Regions from separate parts of the Mus musculus genome. Here all the other regions are linked to region 1. The links are chromatin contacts, called in public Hi-C, HiChIP or PLAC-seq and promoter capture Hi-C maps. All regions are on one chromosome and are shown on one strand. Each heading gives the region's core, a stretch centred on a gene start, on an enhancer-like site or on the middle of the called end of the contact. The rest is flanking DNA. Distances are from core to core; before and after follow the strand shown. Region 1 holds the start of Sema4c (sema domain, immunoglobulin domain (Ig), transmembrane domain (TM) and short cytoplasmic domain, (semaphorin) 4C). Region 2 holds the start of Mgat4a (mannoside acetylglucosaminyltransferase 4, isoenzyme A). Region 3 overlaps Inpp4a (inositol polyphosphate-4-phosphatase, type I). Region 4 overlaps Inpp4a (inositol polyphosphate-4-phosphatase, type I).

Region 1 (4,222 bases), core at 933-3,432:
AAAAAAGCAGGATACTACGGATACTACTCATGTACTGGGATCTGTGAGGGTTGGCTCCAGCGCCTGGGAGGCATGTAACATATCTTCTTGTGTTTCCTTTATTTGGCTAAAAGGCTTTAAGCCGTAGCAAAAGAGGCAAGTTAGGGAAGCCCTTATTCTGTCTGCCTGAATACAGATGACGGGTGTGATGTCTTCCATAGCCTATGCTAGGCAGGCCTGGAAGATGTTTTTGCAATTTTTTTTTCTGTATTACTGTATTTTTTTCTTGATGGACAATCCAGGATCCTTATTTTTTTCTGCCAGCTGTCCTTTTATTAAAAAGCATGAATCACGAACAAGTAGTCATGAGAGGAAACTTTATCTTCTGCCCACCCACTTGTGGAGAAGACCTGTGACAGTAACCAGTGCGGCAGGAAGGGGCAGAGGAAGAGTGGTGGGGGGTGGAACGCTATCGCTGGGGAGCCCTGTGCCCAGAGGCTAACTGGCTCTGTTAGTGGAATGGTCTCATTTCTACCTCCATGCCTGGCTTAGAAGACCCTGGCGCCTGCCATGAAGGTACAGAATACTGTCCCTGCCAGTGAAACTAAAACCTTTTGAAACTTTCCACTGGGGCCACCTTGGAGGTAGAGCCAGGGAGCTCAGATCACTACCAGGCAGCCCTCATTTCTAGGGGCAAGGCTTACAGGTGAGAAGGAAACACAGCAGGAAGTGGAGGTTAGCCTCATGGTTGCTGACTGCTGAAAGGATGGAGCTTCTGGGCTCACAGTTTTCCTACCTCTCCCTTCCCAAGCAGGTGGGATGGACCATATAGACTGCGTCCAGCGCCAGGATCTCACTAAAAATGTCACCTTGCTCTTTGTGTGGATTTGAGCCCTTTTTTTGTTTGTTTGTTTGTATCTTGCTTAATCTCTTATTCAGTGAGAGAAACAGTAGCTGGCTTGGAAGTCCTGTTTCAGCCTCCTGGAGCTGAGGAGTCTTAGCTTTTAGCGAATCCTGAGCTTGGAGTGGGGCTTGCCCTTAGTAGATGAACAGGAGCCTGGTCAAGAGGAGTGTGCATGGCTCCCTCCCTGGCCAGCTTCCATAGGACACCCTCCCTGCCCACCCCTGGCAATAGCTGGCCTGCCTCCTATCTCTGAGGTCACAGCTTTGTTTCCTAATGGAAAGGAGCTGGGAAACGTGGCTCTGGCCAGCGAGGGAGAAGGGGCCCTTCTGTGTCCCAGTAAAGACCCAATTGTTACTGAAACCAAACTGGGCTGCCATTCTCGATTACTCCCATTGCTCTTCTGCTCTTCACTTCTCAGGTGCCACGTTTTAGCCCAGAACAAAAGCTGCTGTCGGACTGATTTATACTCCAGATTTTACTTATGGGGTCTGAAGTGTTTTTTCCCCTCCGGGACTGCCCCCTGGGGCTCAAAGTTACCACAGAAACCTCCAGGCCTCCTTCCCTTCGTCCCTGTCCTTTGATTCTGGTTAGGGGTGGTCTCCAGGTACCGCTGGGGCAGTTTCCCCGAGGTTTCTCAGTCCACCTGCCCACTGGAGGACCAGCTGGCTGGAAGGATTTGCCAGCCAGCACCGTCCAGGAGGCCACAGCTACAAGTTACTTCTAGGAGCGCCTGTGGGCGGAGGCTGGCAGTTCTGAAGGTGGTGGTGGTTCGCTGCGTGGCTCCCTCCAGCCTCTTTCATCTGAACCGTGGCGCGCTCGTGCCTCTAGTTAATCAGCCTTCCAAGCCACACCAAGAGTCATTTCCCGGGGGTAGGCTCTGCTGGAGCCTGGAAACTAGGAGCTGCCTGCAGTCTTGGGGTCTCCTCTGCCTGTGAGCTGCTCCTTCCAGTCCAAGGGTTAGGGCCAGAAAGGAGGACAACTTTGGAGTCAAAAGACTGACCACTGTGGTTAGCACCTGAGAGAACCTTCAGTTTCTTCTCTTGCTACGCCACCCCCTTCGGGTACAAGTCCCAAAATGGTTTGCCAGTTTTCGTTCCCGTAACTGGAGCGTGGGGAAGCCCCTCAACCCTTCCAGAGAGCCCATCCCGCCTCAGGACTTGAAGGCACACTTCACCAGGTGAGTGCAGTTCGTGCAGTTCCCGGTGGCAACGCCTGGAGTCCCTCCCCGCCCCCCACCCCGCCCCCTCCCCGCCTCCGGCCGCTGTGGCGCAGACCTTGACTCACGAGCTGCAAGAGTCGTAAAGGGTCCCCAAGCCTCAGTGCCGGGTAAGCAAGGCAGCGGGTCGCAGCCCCCTCCTGGGCGGGCCTTCGCGTCCCGCCCCCGGCCACCACTCGACACCCTCTGCCTGACGTCAAGGGGTTGGGGGCGGAGAGCGGCGGTGGCGGCGGCTGCAGCGGAGAAAGAACCGGCGCCCGGCGCGGTGGAGCGCCGAATCCGAGCTCAGGGGCGCCGAGAGCCGTGCTGAGACCGAGGGGCGGTGGCACGGGACAGCCTTAGCGTGCTGGCGGGCGGGCGCAGTCTGGAGCGGCGCGGGGGCAGGGGAGGACGGTGGCCGGAGTCAAACGCGAGGGCAGCGCCCAGGGATTGGAGCTGCACGAAAGAGGTGAGTGAGGCCGGAGCGGTGGGGCCCCGGGGCCGCTGCTTTGTCCCCTTGCTTGGGTAGGGGCTAGCGCGCGCGCTAGAGGACAGCGTCTAGGGGTGCAGGGCGGGGCGACAGCAAAGACAGCTGTCCGATCCGGGTCCCTCTTGAGTCCGCCGCGGGCTGCCCAGTGGCGATCGGCATCAAGGCAAGCAGTGCCTGCAGCTCCACTGGCCGGAGCAGCGGGAGCCTGGGGGTACGGACAGCGCTAGGGGCAGTGGGGGACCCTTGGGCTGTCCAGCGCGCGGTCCGAATCTTTGCCAGGCTCGCGAACTGCTCGGGTTCCCCCCACCTCGACGGAAAGTTAGGGGCGGGCTTGGACCGTGGCCGATGTTGTGGGATCGGATTTCCCTAGCGCGGCCCCCCGCCCTCCCGTTCTGCTCCGGAGGCGGGCTGGCACTGAGAACCAGCCCCCTAGCCAAAGCTCCGCCGCCCGGTCCCTCTCTGGAGCGCCGCAATCCACGACCGGGTGTGCAAGTGTGGGGTGCAAATCCTGGTCCTGCACCCCTCCATCCCCTTGGCTGTCCGTGTCCCTTGCTTCGGGAAGAGCTTGGGGGTTGGGTCACCGCTACGCCTGCAGATTCTCGGAGCGCACCACCGGGTTTTGACCCCAGCCTAGGGTAATTGGCAGAGAGGAAACTGAGGGTGTGTCAGGGGGGACTGCTCCGGGGAAGGCAGCCCCAGCCCCCCGCCCTTCCCGCGCGGAGGTTCTTGGCCGACAGGGGGCGTCCGCAAGCCCGGCTTTGCCACGCTCCCAGCGCTGCCGCTTTGTTTGCATTCAAATCCCCGGAGCTGGGGGAGGGGAGAGTCCACAGTAGGGAGACCGAGACCGGGTCTTGGCTAGGAACCTTTGTTTTGGGGTGCAATCCTCAGATTCTGCATCTCTGTTCCCAGCCCCTAGCGTCTAGATTAGTGGAGATCCGTTCCGTTTGCCTACTGCCTAGTGCATGGTCCCCGAGGTGCAATCCCGGAGTTAAGAACGTTCGTCAGAGCCGGGGAGGAGGGGACGCAGCCCTTGACGATCATTTGTGGGCATCCCCTGTTGTCCAGGAGAACCCCGCTTCGGCCTCCCCAACCCATTTCACTTCCCTCCACGATCCCGCTCTCGCGGAGGCGAGGAGATTCCCAGACAGAAGCCTGGAACTGACTCGTGGCCCGGTCGCCTCTCTGCGGGAGGGTCAGTGTCTTGTAGAAGGCTGTTGGAGAAACAGGACTGGTCCTGGTCATTTCCACGCCCATCCCACCCACTTCCTGCCTCCCTCTTGGGCAACAAAGGGGCCTCGGAAGCTGGGCCCATTTGGTTCCCGGCCCCACTCCTACTCCAGCCCTGCTGATGTGGAACCGGGTTTGGGCTCTGCCCGGCTATTGTCTGCGCTGGGGGAGGGGACGGGCTGGGGCCGGGAACTCTACACGCTGCCTGCTTCACCAAGTCCCCCACTGAAGCTCTTTGCCCAACCGGCTGCCTGCGGCTGCTGAATAAGGGGTATATCTCCCCGAATTAGGTCTTGGGGCTGGCCTGGGTCCCACTGGTAGCAAGCCCTGTTTTTTATGGTTATTGTAAGAAACTCTGAAACCTTTAAGGCCAGAAGGAGCCAATGAGGGGGAGTCCCTCTTTTATTTTTTTCCACACAACTCCCTG
Region 2 (4,222 bases), core at 535-3,034, 980 kb before region 1:
TAGGTCTTTTTAAGATTCATTCAGTCATCCGATAGCTGGTGGGTTGCTAAAGGTGAAAATGGAAACAGAGAAGCAGAAGTCTCTGAATTAAGGAGAATTGGGTTTAATCGCGGTTAGTTGCCTAAATAACTATTTGTATCCATGAAATTCTCTAGTTTCTCTCTGTATAACATTGGGATATCGGAAAAATGACTGTCTGTGTTGCTCAGTCTTTTAGCTGACCCTAACATAGCTCAAGGGCTGTTTCTCTCCTGTCGAGTATTTTCTTCCTCTGCTTGAAGCTGTGAACTGATCTGACACTCAGAACAGTAGAAAGGTAGCAAGGCCTGGTGTGTCTATGCTGACAGGAGAATTAGCAATTCACCCCAACCGTGTTTCAGACGCTGTGTCTGGTAGGGGTTCCATCTATAGTGCTTGTGTCCATCTTGAAGTCTAGTGCTGGGTTGCTAACTGTCAATGTTTTAGGCACAGTTATACAGGGAATTTAGCTCTATTTCCCCCCAAAGTAGAAAGCAAAGCTGCCACTGGGTTTATCATGCTTCTCCCATACCCCGGCTGGTGCAGAGCTGGGGGAAGAAGACTGTGAGCCTCTTTTGGGATTTTGAAAACAGCTTAGGAACAACGGAGAGAAATCTCACCACAGGAGAGCTGAGAAACCTATAAATATAATAGCTAATTATTAAACACTTAATTTTGAGACAAAAAAAAAACGTCCCCCCCAAAAACAAAAACCCCTCATTCCGATGTTGTATACTAGAGTTTTCTATTTTTGAATTACTGTCGTCTTCTGATCCAGATATTTATTGCCTTGGTGTTTGCCAGGAACAAGGCTGTTTCCTAGTTTTTTGATTTCTTGTATGTCTTTGCAGTGTTGTTGGGAGGATTATGGTAACAGGGAGGACAGACACATCTCTTATCTTATTAGCTCTGTAACCACAGGTAAACTCTTTAACCTTTTAAGCTCATCTGTGAGAAATGGGGATTAACATATATGATAAGCAATTAAAGATTTGCCGGGATTATGGTAAGAAGCAATTAAAGATCTTAATATATGCCAGGCTTGATAGCTAACAGATAACGTGCACAGGGGCAGGCCACTCACGTTTTCTATAGATGTCCATCCATTTCGATCTGAAACCAGTTTTAAACTTTAAGAAATGGTCATCTGACACGTGCTCAAGAGAGAAGGGAAGACTAACACTGCATAGTAGAAAAATCGGGGACATTAGCACTGAGTGGTGTGCCTTTAAACCCTAGTCATATTTGTTGCTTCTAGTTGCTCCAAATGGTCCTCCCTGCGTCTCTGCCTCCTCCTGGAAGCTGGAGGATAACGATGCTCCTCACTGATGCTGGCAGTGTAATGCTTGGAACAGCGGGCCTTGGAAGCTATGGTTGGATTAGAGCCAGGACCTGTCACCGCGCCTGGACCGCCAGAAGATGGGACCCAGAGCTAGGAGGAAAGGCCATGGTGACCAGGTTGTATTCCGTGGGCTCACTGGGGCCTTTGTTGCCTCCCGAGGTTGCATGCGCTCAGGCCGGAGGGTACAAGCCAGATGTGGCGGCTGCGCTCCAGCCCCGGCCGCAACACCGATGCAAAAAGGGGCTGGGGAGAAATATATAGGCTGCTCTATTGCGCCGTTGAGTGACAGGCTGGCCGGCCACTGGCAGCGGCGGCGGGGCGCTTAGGGAAGTGGCGGCCAATGGCTGGCGGGAACTGGGGCGGGGGCTGGGCAGGGGCTGTCCCTGGCGAGGGCGGGGCGCGCGGCCCGCGGCGGCGGAGGCGGCTCCAGCAGCGACGCCGGCGGCCGCGGCAGAAGCGCCCTGGCCCGCGGCAGGTGAGGAGCGCGGGGCGCCGGGCAGGGGGCGGCCAGGAGGAGTACGGCGGGGTCCGCGGAACACCCACCTGCTGGTGGCTGAGGCGGGGCGTCCCGAGGCCGCCGTCCGATCGCGCGCGCACCGGGCCTCGGAACCGGGAGCGGGGCGCGGGCCGGCCGCCCTCCGCGCCTCGCCGCAGCCGCAGCCCCTCGGTGCTGCGCTCCTTCCCGGTGGTTGGCCTGGAGCCTCGGGCGGTCCCGGAGCACCGGGAAAGTGCAGTGCTGTGTGCGCGTGCACCGAGACCAAGAGTTGCGGGCAGGATCCCGCGACTGGAGGGTTGGAAGGCTGGAGGGTTGGAGGGCTGGGGGGCTGGGGGGCTGGAGGTGGCGCCGCCGCGGGGCAGGTAGGGCGGGGGCCGCTTGCCTGCGGGGAACTAAGATGTTCCGGGAGGTACGGGGGGAGCGAGCCCGGATTCCTCCCAGGCCTGGGTTTCCTCCATCCCATGGAAGCGGCGAGTGGGATCCCCTCCCCGACCTCAGGTGGGGTCTCGGACCCCTCCAGGTGTGACAGGTGATGTCTGGAAGGCTTGGCGTTAAGTGGTGGCAGTGGTACGCTTCCCGCGCCCGCTTTTATTTCTCTAAGCGTTGTGATCTCAGGAGCGGGTTCACGGCTTACATTTAGAATTCGGAAATAGCTGTAGATGGTATGTTATCTTCTTCGAGCCTGCCATCTATTTTGCTGTTGTGCTTTTTGCTGCCGACAAATTATTTAGTAAAAGATAAAAGAATGACATGGTTATTCACTTGAATGTAAAAATCTAAATTTAGAATCATGTAACACGCGCTCTGTGGTTCAGGCTCCTTTCTCTTCCAAATGCTTAAAGAATAGTTTTACTAACAGGTTATGGTGACATAGGTTCCATTAACCCCTGAGTGTAAATCATAACACATACTAGACAATGAAATTATGTAAGCTGTATAAAAGAAATATTTATGTTCTCTAAGTGGAAAGGGCATGAGTTTTTCATAATTGCGGTTTATAAAGTTGTGCAGGCTTACGTCATGGTGTTCATTGATCCGGGGTGTCATGAATCGTGCCTCTTGTTCTTTCAGGCACCTCTGTTTTGTCTGTGGGATGCTGATGAAGGACTCTACCAAATGTTAACCAAAGTGTTCTTAGCCGTGGAACATATGGGATATTTCAGAGAACACTTTAAAAACTTAATTAAAAAAAAAAAACAAACCCAGATGCAAGATTGTTAAATCTATTAACAAAACATATTCCTCATTCTGCGGTTTAGAGTTGAAGCCTCTTTTGGAGGATGGAGGAATGGCTAGTTACGTAGTCATTTTTTTGTTCAAAGACTTGGTTGTTATCAATTAATATAGCCAGGACAGTCTTAAGGTAAGGGCGGTAGATAAGTATTCACATATGTGGCCTCGGACACAAATGTAGGTCACCTGTGTCTAACGAGCCAGCCTCAAGCTGCCTGGGGTGGTTTAAGGGTACGAGGTGTGTTCTGTTTCCTCCTCTCTGGAGATTTCATTCACGTGTGCTTCACGATGAAGCTTAGTTTGGAAAACCCTGGTGTAAAATGAATAGCTGCATTCCGGTGGAGTGTAACACTCCTCCTCCTTTTGAGATGTCAGAACTTATTAGTAGAATTCCCTAACCGTATCTTCCCTAAAATGGGGTTTGCTAACTTCTTAGGCCCAGTATTTAATACTCCATATGCTTCTGGGGTATTATGGATGGCTAATCTATAGCATTTATACTTTTATATAGGCTTCATTTGTATGTAATAAAACAACTTCTCTCTCTCTCTCTCTCTCTCTCTCTCTCTCTCTCTCTCTCTCTCTCTTTGTTGTTGTTTCTTGAAACAGGATTTCTCTGTGTAGCCTTGGCTGTCCTGGAACTTGCTCTGTAGACCAGACTGGCCTCGAACTCATAGATATCTGTCTGTCTTTGCCTCCCAAGTGCTTGCATTAATGGCATGGGCCACCACCACTTAGCTTAATAAAAACTTTTTTTTTTAAAGATTTATATATTTATTATGTATATAGCACTCTGCTTGCATGTATCCCTACAGGCCAGAAGAGGGCATCAGATCTCATTACAGATGGTTGTGAGCCGCCATGTGGTTGCTGGGAATTGAACTCAGGCCTTCTGGAAGAGCAGACAGTGCTCTTAACTGCTGAGCAATCTCTCCAGCCCCATTAATAAAACCTTTTAAATTATCATTTTAGAATGATTCTGCATATCTCTACTTCCTGATTTATGTCAGCTAGATATTTATTCTAATAATCAGCTCTACCTGCCCTTCCCCAACAAAATCCTCCCTGAAGCAAAATATGACTATATATAGACAGAAAGTGAAAAGTGTGTTTGTATAATGTCATACCAGGCT
Region 3 (4,222 bases), core at 1,136-3,635, 850 kb before region 1:
CTTTAATCCCAGCACTCGTGAGGCAGAGGCAGGCAGATTTCTGAGTTCGAGGCCAGCCTGGTCTACAGAGTGAGTTCCAGGACAGCCAGGGCTACACAGAGAAACCCTGTCTCGAAAAACCAAAAAAAAAAAAAAAAAAAAAAAAAAAGGAGCTAAGTGCTCTCCAGCTCAGCTCTTCAGCACTTTTATTTATTTATTTATTTATTTATTTATTTATTTATTGTCTAAAGTAATACAGAGGAGTCACAGACTGGCGACAGACACCGGTCTTCTAGGCTCCAGGTAATTATCACAAAGACTGCTGTTAGGCCCATATGAGATTCAGAGTATGCGTGCACAGGTGAGGTTTGGGGAATGAGGACATCAGTATTCTTATGCTACTCCTCAGGGACCAGTATCCTCACTTGAGTGGTGACAGCAATATGGTTACTGTTAGAAAAGCCTTCCTAGGCCATGGAAGAAGAGGGGCCCTTGCAATCCAGAGCGTGCATAAGTGTGCTCTCCTACCCAGAGTCAGCCATTAGGCCCTGAAAGGACAGCATGACTGACCAGGGCTGACTGTGCTGCTGCTGACCCCCATGGGTGGCCGTCCTGGTCAGGTCCATTTGCATCCAAGGATGCCCCGGGCAGTGTAGTGTCCATAAACAGAAGCTTCCGTATCTATCTCTCATCTGCTCAGCGCCCGTGGGAATGAACTCCCAAGCTTTCCATTTCCCCTTAGAAAACGTAGCATACTTGACTATCTTCCTTCCTGATCTTAACATACCGGGTCACACGGGCCTTTAAGGAGAGGGTGTATTTAAGTGACAACTGACAGGTGGCTCGATGGGAACGCCAGTTGCTGACACACCTGACCATCTGAGCTCACCAAGACTCCCCGTGGGAGGAGAAGAGAACTGACTCTTAGGAGCTGACCTCTAACTCTGACATGAGTGTATGGGGACACCAGAAACACACACACTCATACACACACACACACACACACACACACACACACACACACACATATGCATACACTCATATACATAAACCACCTCACATACTCCATACATACACATACATGCACACTCACACACTACATATCCCACACCCGCATACAAATAGATAAATAGTATTAAAATGCATAAATATTATCATATACCACAATAAATAAATAGCATTAAAAATGTATAAAGATAGCTTCAGGCACCTATAAGAAGCTATTTCTCCCTCTTGGGATCCTTAAGAGCAAGTTTAGAATGAGCCAGCCACTGGGAGCTGACTCCTGTACTCCCACCTCTGTCCCCCAGTTGATGATGTCCCCATTCTTAACCATACACCTTAATTCAAACTTGCTAAAAACATGTTTAAAAAGACTGTAATCTCTCCTGACCCCCACTTGCAGGCTTCTGAGCCCTGGCCCCCAAGCCCAGGCATGACTACCAGTCTGGCGCTGGCTGGAGGACATCCTTGCAGTGTAGGAGACTGAATCAAGTGAGACTCAGTTTAATGTTCTTGTCAGTTTTATTATTTATCATTCTAAAGACAAGCACATTTACAGCATACATGGCTTTGAATAAGCTAAGAATATATAAAACAGTGACTATATGTTCATATATATTAATACTGTCCCAAACAAATAAATAAATAAAAGTATTTAAATGCACTAAGCTGGGCAAATCCAAGTGTCGGGAGAGGAAACAGTTCTGTACAACATCTTTACATCTTTAAAGGACAGTAAAGGCAGCTGAGCTGCAGGAGCTCTGACAGGATCCGCACGGCATTCCCAGCTGACCGGAGACTGCACGTTCCTTTAAATGGGGATAGAAGCAGGACGGGCCGTCTGGAAAACTCTTTTCCTCCTGCAGGGAACAGCTTGGCCCCTGTGCGCAGCCCAGGAGCTTGCTGAGCCCACGCTGTGCGAGATGACCCTTCCAGGCATGTGTGAGGCTCTGGAAACCAGTCACAAAGCCTTCAGAGAAAACACTGAAGCCACAATCTTTTCTGTGATTAGCCAAGTCTTAGAGTTTTACAGTGATTCATATTATAAAACAGAAACGGCGAAAAGAGTTCCCATCCAGAAGCCTACGGATGCGTCAGCCCCGCCCGTTCCCTTTGTAAGTGTGGACAGGTCAAATGCCCTTTGGACAGAAAGGAAAGCTGGAGAACGTGGGAAACATTTAATTCTAAAACCTGAAGAAATATTTCTAAAAGGCAGTGATGTCAAAATGAGCAAAACCAAACAAACAAAAAACAAAAGACTAAGAGTAAATGAACCAACCAAGAGTTAAAAGGCTCAACCAGCCACACTGAGACTCAGCCATCTTTGATCAGGCCTGGGGCTTCAGGCCAATCTGATACCAGCAGAGCAGGCCTGGGAGGAGGGTTAGGGGAAGAGAGCTTCCTGGCTCTCACCTTCCACAGCCCTGCCTAGAGGGTGGGGCAGTGAGCCACACCACCCCTTAGCAGAGCACATCTTCCTCCCAGCAGGCAGGGGAGACAGGAGGCTGTCTGCACTTATGGAGAGGGATGCCTGCACCCTCCCTGACTCTTGCCAAGACTGGTCCTGCTTAAGCCTCAAATGTCCCAGATCCAAGCTGTTACCTGTTTCTAAAAGGAGCCAAAAAAAAAAAAAAAAAAAAAAAAAAAAACAAAAAACAAAAAACCAAAACAAAACAAAAACAAAAAAAACAAAAAAACAAAACAAGAAAAAACTAGCTAGACTTCTCTAAGAATCCCATGGTGGTCACAGACCATTAGTATCAGTGTCATGAATACAGTCCAGATACACTTCTTTTTTACAGCCTTTTAAATAACATATAAACAGAATTACGATGAACAGAACCTATAAAACATAAATCTCTAAGGAAAAGAATCTGCCACGTGCAGATAAGACTCATCATCACCTTGTAAAAGATGAACAGACTAAAGTGTATGAAATCCCTCATTTCCTGTCCCATAATCTCCTCTTAGACTCTCAAGGTAGGGGACAGGTTTAACTGTTTCTCAATAGCTGTGAAACAGAAGGGAGACTTAACCATCATTGCAAACCAGAAACTAAGACCCTTTCTCTAGACATTCAAACATAATATACAGCCTCTGGAAGATTATTAGAAAGTTCCCAGAAGCACATTTATTCTGAAAATATCTAAGTTTCGACTGTCTCTCCGGCTCTAAATCTCCATCTGGAGAGTTGTCTCCCAGACCCATGACAAGCCACATTGAAGGTCCTGATTGCCAGAGAACAAAGGGAGATACACCCTGTGGGGTAGAGCTAAATATACATGGAGCATACAGGGGTGGAGGTGGGGTGGGAAGCAGCGTCCAGGGACCTCACAGCTGGCTTTACATCTCAAGCAAACACTCATCTATGACTTGTAAGGGGCAGGAACAGTGTGGCCCCAGGTGTGTGAGCTCCTGATATGACCAACCAAGCTTTCTTTCTACTTTGGGTTTCACAGAACCTGGCGGCCTTTGAGGGCCACTAGAACCAGCCTCTCTCATAGCTTGGAGGTTCTTTTCCCCCAAGCTGAGTTAACATCTACTGTTCTACCAAGGACCTGAAGTGTAAGGGGGTAGGTACTTCCTGTTTTATATTCAGTCCTTTTTAAAGCAGAGTTTAAGTCAATGCTCACCTGTGAGTTACTGAATAGAAAAATAAACGGGGTGAGCAGGGCTAAGTGGATATTTGAAAAGTCTGCTGGAGTTTTAGCAGACCTAGCTGGCATCTAGGAACTATGACATTAACGGTACAGTGACAGCTGAAAGCTGGTGTTGAGAGCAGCCATTACTATCCACGCTATTGACCCACATGTGACCCTACAGATTCCAGCACAAAATCATGCTCCATACACTCTTCAGTGACGTGTCTTTAAAAACACAAAAATAAAAGCCAATCCTTCAGGTCTTCTTGAAGAATCTTATGTGACACTACAGGGACCCACATTGATTACGTAACAGCTAATTAGAGGAAACCGTGTGTTCATGTCTCAACTTTTCCGTAAGTCCCTTCTGGAGGCCTGTAATGCTTGGGGAAGGCCTTCAGCTGCAGGGAGTTAAATGCATATTTGCGACTTCCAACATTCTTCATTGTGTTTTCTCGCCGACAACCCTCACTGGGGAAAAACAAGCACAAGAAATGACAGCAGTAAAAAAGGAAAAAAGAAAAGACTTAAAACTAAGATGAAATGAACTGATTATTTCCATAGCATTAAAAAAGGATAAATTACAATGGCTGCTGGAC
Region 4 (4,222 bases), core at 1,071-3,570, 790 kb before region 1:
CATGCTTCTTTCTCTGTTTCCTGCTCCTCCCAGATGGGGTGAGGTGAGGACCAACCACATGTTCCTGCTGCCATCCACTTCAAACAAACGGCCCTTCCTTTAAGCTGTTGTTGGGTACTTTATCACAACAAGAAGGTAACTAGCATTGGGCCCTTCTGAGTGTCTGTCCCAAGGTGGCCAGGCTATAGTTGCTACTGCAAGCTGACAGCAGCAGAAATGATGGAAACCCACAGAGGAAAGAAAATTTTAAACAGCTTTTGAGCCATGACTCAGGTCGATGTACTTCTTTGAGGAAACTTCTAGAGCTGCCCTTCCAATGCTGCTGCTGACCAATCTCAACGAGGGAGGTAAGGCACCAGCTGGCCCTTGTCACTCTCATGCTCCACATCCTCCCTACAGGTGACAATTCTTCTTGCACTATCAAAGATCATTCCAACAAAAGAGGGCCCCAGAGGCAGGGGACAGACAGTGATTCTGATGGGCTGGCTCTATGGTAGTCTCTCTGCTCTCCCCTGTCCACCTGGCTCAGCGGCCTAGATTAATGCTCTGCACCCACAGCTGGGGTCACAGCTTCACCTTCACTTGCTTAACAGCTGTTACCACACCAGGCCCTTCTGGAGCACACACAACTGAGTCAATGATGTAAGAAAGTGTTAAGTCATTTTACAGTGGACCCTGCACTATGAGGGAAACGAGGAGGCCTGAACCTGGTGAAACTGGTCTGCAGGTGAGGGGTGGGCATAGTGACTTTAACCATGTGCATATTTAGGGGAAGCAGTAATTGAAGCAACAGGAATGTACAGCATTCTAAGGGACAGAGAAGGCAGGGCTGGGAAGCCAGAAAGGGTCAACTCAGAGGCAATGAGGAACCTCTTAGGATCTTAATTCTTTAAACAAATCTGCAAAGTACTGGCACTCTTGAAGCTCTCTCACTGGACAGGCTTTTGAGCACAAACCTTTGCTTGCTTGGGACACACCTTGTAGGAAACTGCCCTGTTCAGGACAGGTATGGATGGGTCAAGATGGTGCCCACCAAGCAACACAGGCAGGGCATCCCAGGGGTCTCCAGGGACCCCACAGACAGGTTTGGCATCAGCACAACTAGAGGTAACAGCCCATGCTCACAAGCCCTTAGAGATGCACTCCAATGTCTTTAGTTCCTGTATAAATAAAACCCAACAGCAACAGGAACTAAAGACATCGGAGGCTTTAAAGGCAGTGTGCCATGTCTTTCTGGAGGAGGTAGGGGAGGCATCCTTCACCACCTGCTGGGTCTCTGACCTCCTCCTAAGTGGTACAGCTGTGGAGCCACTCAACACCGTGGCTGCCACTGTCTTCCTTTTGCTACAGCTTGTTCCAGAAAGATCCGCATGGCGGTTGTGCACTGCTTGCAAACTGGCCAGTAAGAGGAAAGGTGTCATGAGGACCTTTACCATCACCCCTTTCTCCACAATCTGCAGCTGAGCTCTGAAATGGCAACAGCAAAGAAACTAAAAGCTCCCACAAAGTAATGGAGATTAGCTGTCACCACCAGCAGTGACCGTGAACGCTGTTTAAAATCTATGTCTGCTTCTACATTTTAAAAATGGATAGCAGCTGGGTGGTAAAGGGATTGGGGAAAATGTACCATCAAGATTCACGTGTGTGTGTGTGTGTGTGTGTGTGTGTGTGTGTGTGTGTGTGTGTGTCTGTCTGCCTGTCTGCCTGCCTGCCTGCCTGCCTGCCTGCCTGCCTACAGAAGCCAGAAGTGTCAGATCTCCTAAAACTGGAATTATAGGCAGATGTGAGCAACCTGATATGGGTTCTGGGAACTGAACCTGGGTCCTCTGTGAGAGCAGCAAGAGCTCTTAGCCACTGAGCCATCTCTCCAGCCCCCAAGATTCACTTTTAACAACTACTTTCATGTCCAGCTGGAAGAAACCTGTAGAAAAAAGAAACTGAGGAAATCAGCATGCAGCAGGTATATCCTCCAGGTCCTTTGAGCCTCCCCTTACCAGCCCATCTGAGCCCTGACTCCTTGGTAGGACACTGGCAGTGGAGAGGAGGACTGGGCCTCCATCGGGTGAAATATTCTCTCACCTGGAGAATTCAGGCTATAGAAGAGCACAAGTATTGACTACCTCTGCCCCAAGCCTGGGGTTCAAGAGGACTAGGGTCCTACAGGCAAACACACACCCAAGTGAGCAGGTGTGAGACACATTATTCTAGAGCACAGTGTGAGGGTATAGAAAGTGAAGTCTGAAGACAGACACCCTGCACTGAACAAAAGATCCTAAAAGTGTCGTCAAACACTCTTGACATTGCTGCACAGCAACTGTGTAGGGCATGGCTAAACCACAAACATGAGGCAAGAAAAATAATGGTCACATGGTCGACACACAGAACACAATGTCAGGACTTCTCAGCTCTTGGTATGGTTGAGGGTTTTATTTAGCTATCTGGTCTCATCACAAACTCTAGGCAATTTAGGCTACCCTACCAGACATGGCTTCCTCATCCCTAAATATCACCTCCTTACCTGGGTATGTACGCTGCATCGATGGAGGTGGCCAAATGAAAGCAACCACATTTCCTGGGTTTTGTCCTGTGTCCACAGCAAAGCCTGCCCACAGCGGGGAAGTCACTGCTTCCTGTTGCTATGAGGACATCCATGTTCACAAAATAGAGGAGACTTGTCCCAGTCACTCTGTGCAACCAGCAAGGCTAAGGCAGGAAGGACGCTGATGTCCCTGCTACCATCTCACACAGGTGCTGTGGATGCTGCTGCATCCTGAGCCAAGCCTGACCTTGAACTGTGGGTCTTAATTTTGAGATTATAATTACATCCTTTCTCCTTCCTCACAAACTCTCCGGTGTATCCCTCAACTTGTTCTCTTTCAACTCTATCTTTTTCTGTAATTGTTGTTACACACGCCCCTCTAAATATATAAACAAACCCTGTTCAGTTTGTAAAATGTTATTTTTATGTATGTTTTCAGGGCTGTCAATTTGTATTTTATTTGTTTGTTTTTGATCTGTGTGATCCTGGATGGTCTTGAACTCATAGGCATGCCCCTGTCTCTGCCTCCTCAGTGCTGTAATTAAACGTTTGCACCACCTTGCCTGGCTCTTCCTTTATTTCTTTTTATGTTTGTTTATTTGTTTTTTTTTTTTTTCAATCAGGGTTTCTCTGTGTATCCCTGGCTGTGCTGGAAACCCTGTGTAGACCAGGCTAGCCTCAAACTCAGAGATCCACCTGCCTCTGCTGAAATCAAAGGCATGCACCACCACTGTTCAGCACTTTTCTTTATTTTTTAATCTTAAACCTACTACATGAACTATTGCAACTAAGTCCTTAGCACAACCATCGAACTATTATAACTAACTATTATAACTAACTACTTAAGTACATCCCAAGCGTCTGACTATGGAAAGCTTAACCTTGGAGCCATGTTCACAGTCACACAGTGGAAAAGATATCCCCTTCTTCAGAGTCTGTAGAATCTCAGATAAGAAAGCAAGTGTGGGGCTGCAGAGATAGCGGAATTAAAAGCACTTATTTTTGTAAAGGACCCAAGTTCAGTACCCAGCACCTATATGGTAGCTCACAGCCATCTGTAGCTCCAGTTCCAGCATATGTGTTATCTCTTCTGACCAATATGGTCCCCAAGCGTCTCTGTGTGTGTGTGTGTGTGTGTGTGTACACATATATGTATAAATATGTATATACACATATACACACATATGTGTGTATGTGTACATGTATATCTGTAGGAAAGATAATTAAATCTAAGAAAAAACTTAAAGTACTGTGAGAATTTCTGAGAGCTTCACAGCACAAGTGAATCTACACTGAATGATCCTAGGCCTGAAAAAGAGTCAAACAAGGATTCAAACGGCTTCTCCCTTCAGTTAACACTCCCATTAACACCCTCAGACACACTGAGAAGGATGTGATTCGAAGTCCAGTCAACTGACAATGACAGCTAGTCCCCCAATGTCAACAACTGCTCCAGAACTCCTCACAGAACTGGACTAGGATCATGGACTGATCTGACTGTAACCCGACCACAGTTATATACTCTGTCAGCTACACAAATCCCGACCCTCTCCTGTCTACAGAAGACAAAGCCTTCACCCATCTCCTGTAGACACACTTGGAGTCATTAAACCTCTCTGTTTCTCCCTGAACTGACTTTCTGCCCTTACCACTACTTACCTGTCACACTGGGACAGGTGGCTG

What was found. Promoter capture Hi-C pulls out the DNA fragments that hold promoters and counts their contacts. Hi-C and Micro-C count contacts between places; a contact is called where the count stands out from the background. HiChIP or PLAC-seq counts read pairs in DNA pulled down with a chosen protein or histone mark.
Region 2: a contact with region 1 is called in a promoter capture Hi-C map of embryonic stem cells, with 3 times the contacts expected there. The contact joins the promoter of Mgat4a here to the promoter of Sema4c in region 1. A contact is called at or near these places in 4 of 39 promoter capture datasets (embryonic stem cells, hippocampal neurons, liver and 1 more), 2 of 484 Hi-C or Micro-C datasets (B cells and embryonic stem cells), 2 of 115 datasets of contacts at active chromatin or transcription factors (astrocytes and pancreatic cancer cells) and 2 of 9 other capture datasets (adipose tissue and liver).
Region 3: a contact with region 1 is called in an H3K4me3 HiChIP or PLAC-seq map of embryonic stem cells, with 5 times the contacts expected there. The contact joins the enhancer-like site here to the promoter of Sema4c in region 1. A contact is called at or near these places in 6 of 39 promoter capture datasets (embryonic stem cells, hippocampal neurons, liver and 2 more), 3 of 115 datasets of contacts at active chromatin or transcription factors (embryonic stem cells and stem cell-derived neural progenitor cells) and 2 of 9 other capture datasets (adipose tissue and embryonic stem cells).
Region 4: a Hi-C map of bone marrow-derived macrophages shows a contact between it and region 1, with 11 read pairs. The contact joins the enhancer-like site here to the promoter of Sema4c in region 1. A contact is called at or near these places in 1 of 39 promoter capture datasets (liver) and 1 of 484 Hi-C or Micro-C datasets (bone marrow-derived macrophages).

Annotation. Positions count from the first base shown.
Region 1 is chr1:36,556,341-36,560,562 of GRCm38.p6, reverse strand. It overlaps Sema4c (sema domain, immunoglobulin domain (Ig), transmembrane domain (TM) and short cytoplasmic domain, (semaphorin) 4C), which reads left to right and starts at 2,182. Exons shown (of 15, transcript NM_001126047.3): 1 at 2,182-2,547.
Region 2 is chr1:37,538,578-37,542,799 of GRCm38.p6, reverse strand. It overlaps Mgat4a (mannoside acetylglucosaminyltransferase 4, isoenzyme A), which reads left to right and starts at 1,784. Exons shown (of 16, transcript NM_173870.3): 1 at 1,784-1,835.
Region 3 is chr1:37,407,999-37,412,220 of GRCm38.p6, reverse strand. It overlaps Inpp4a (inositol polyphosphate-4-phosphatase, type I), which reads right to left. Exons shown (of 26, transcript NM_030266.4): 26 at 1,481-4,094. The coding sequence ends at 3,962. Among named protein-coding and RNA genes, the nearest start is that of Coa5, 20 kb to the left of the region's middle. Within about 2 kb of position 2,385, at least 12 of the 459 cell types and tissues checked have an H3K27ac peak or open chromatin away from gene starts, as enhancers often do. A contact at or near this core is called in embryonic stem cells, where this site is marked.
Region 4 is chr1:37,342,824-37,347,045 of GRCm38.p6, reverse strand. All of the region lies in intron 1 of Inpp4a (inositol polyphosphate-4-phosphatase, type I), which reads right to left. Among named protein-coding and RNA genes, the nearest start is that of 4930439A04Rik, 11 kb to the right of the region's middle. Within about 2 kb of position 2,320, at least 25 of the 459 cell types and tissues checked have an H3K27ac peak or open chromatin away from gene starts, as enhancers often do. A contact at or near this core is called in bone marrow-derived macrophages, where this site is marked.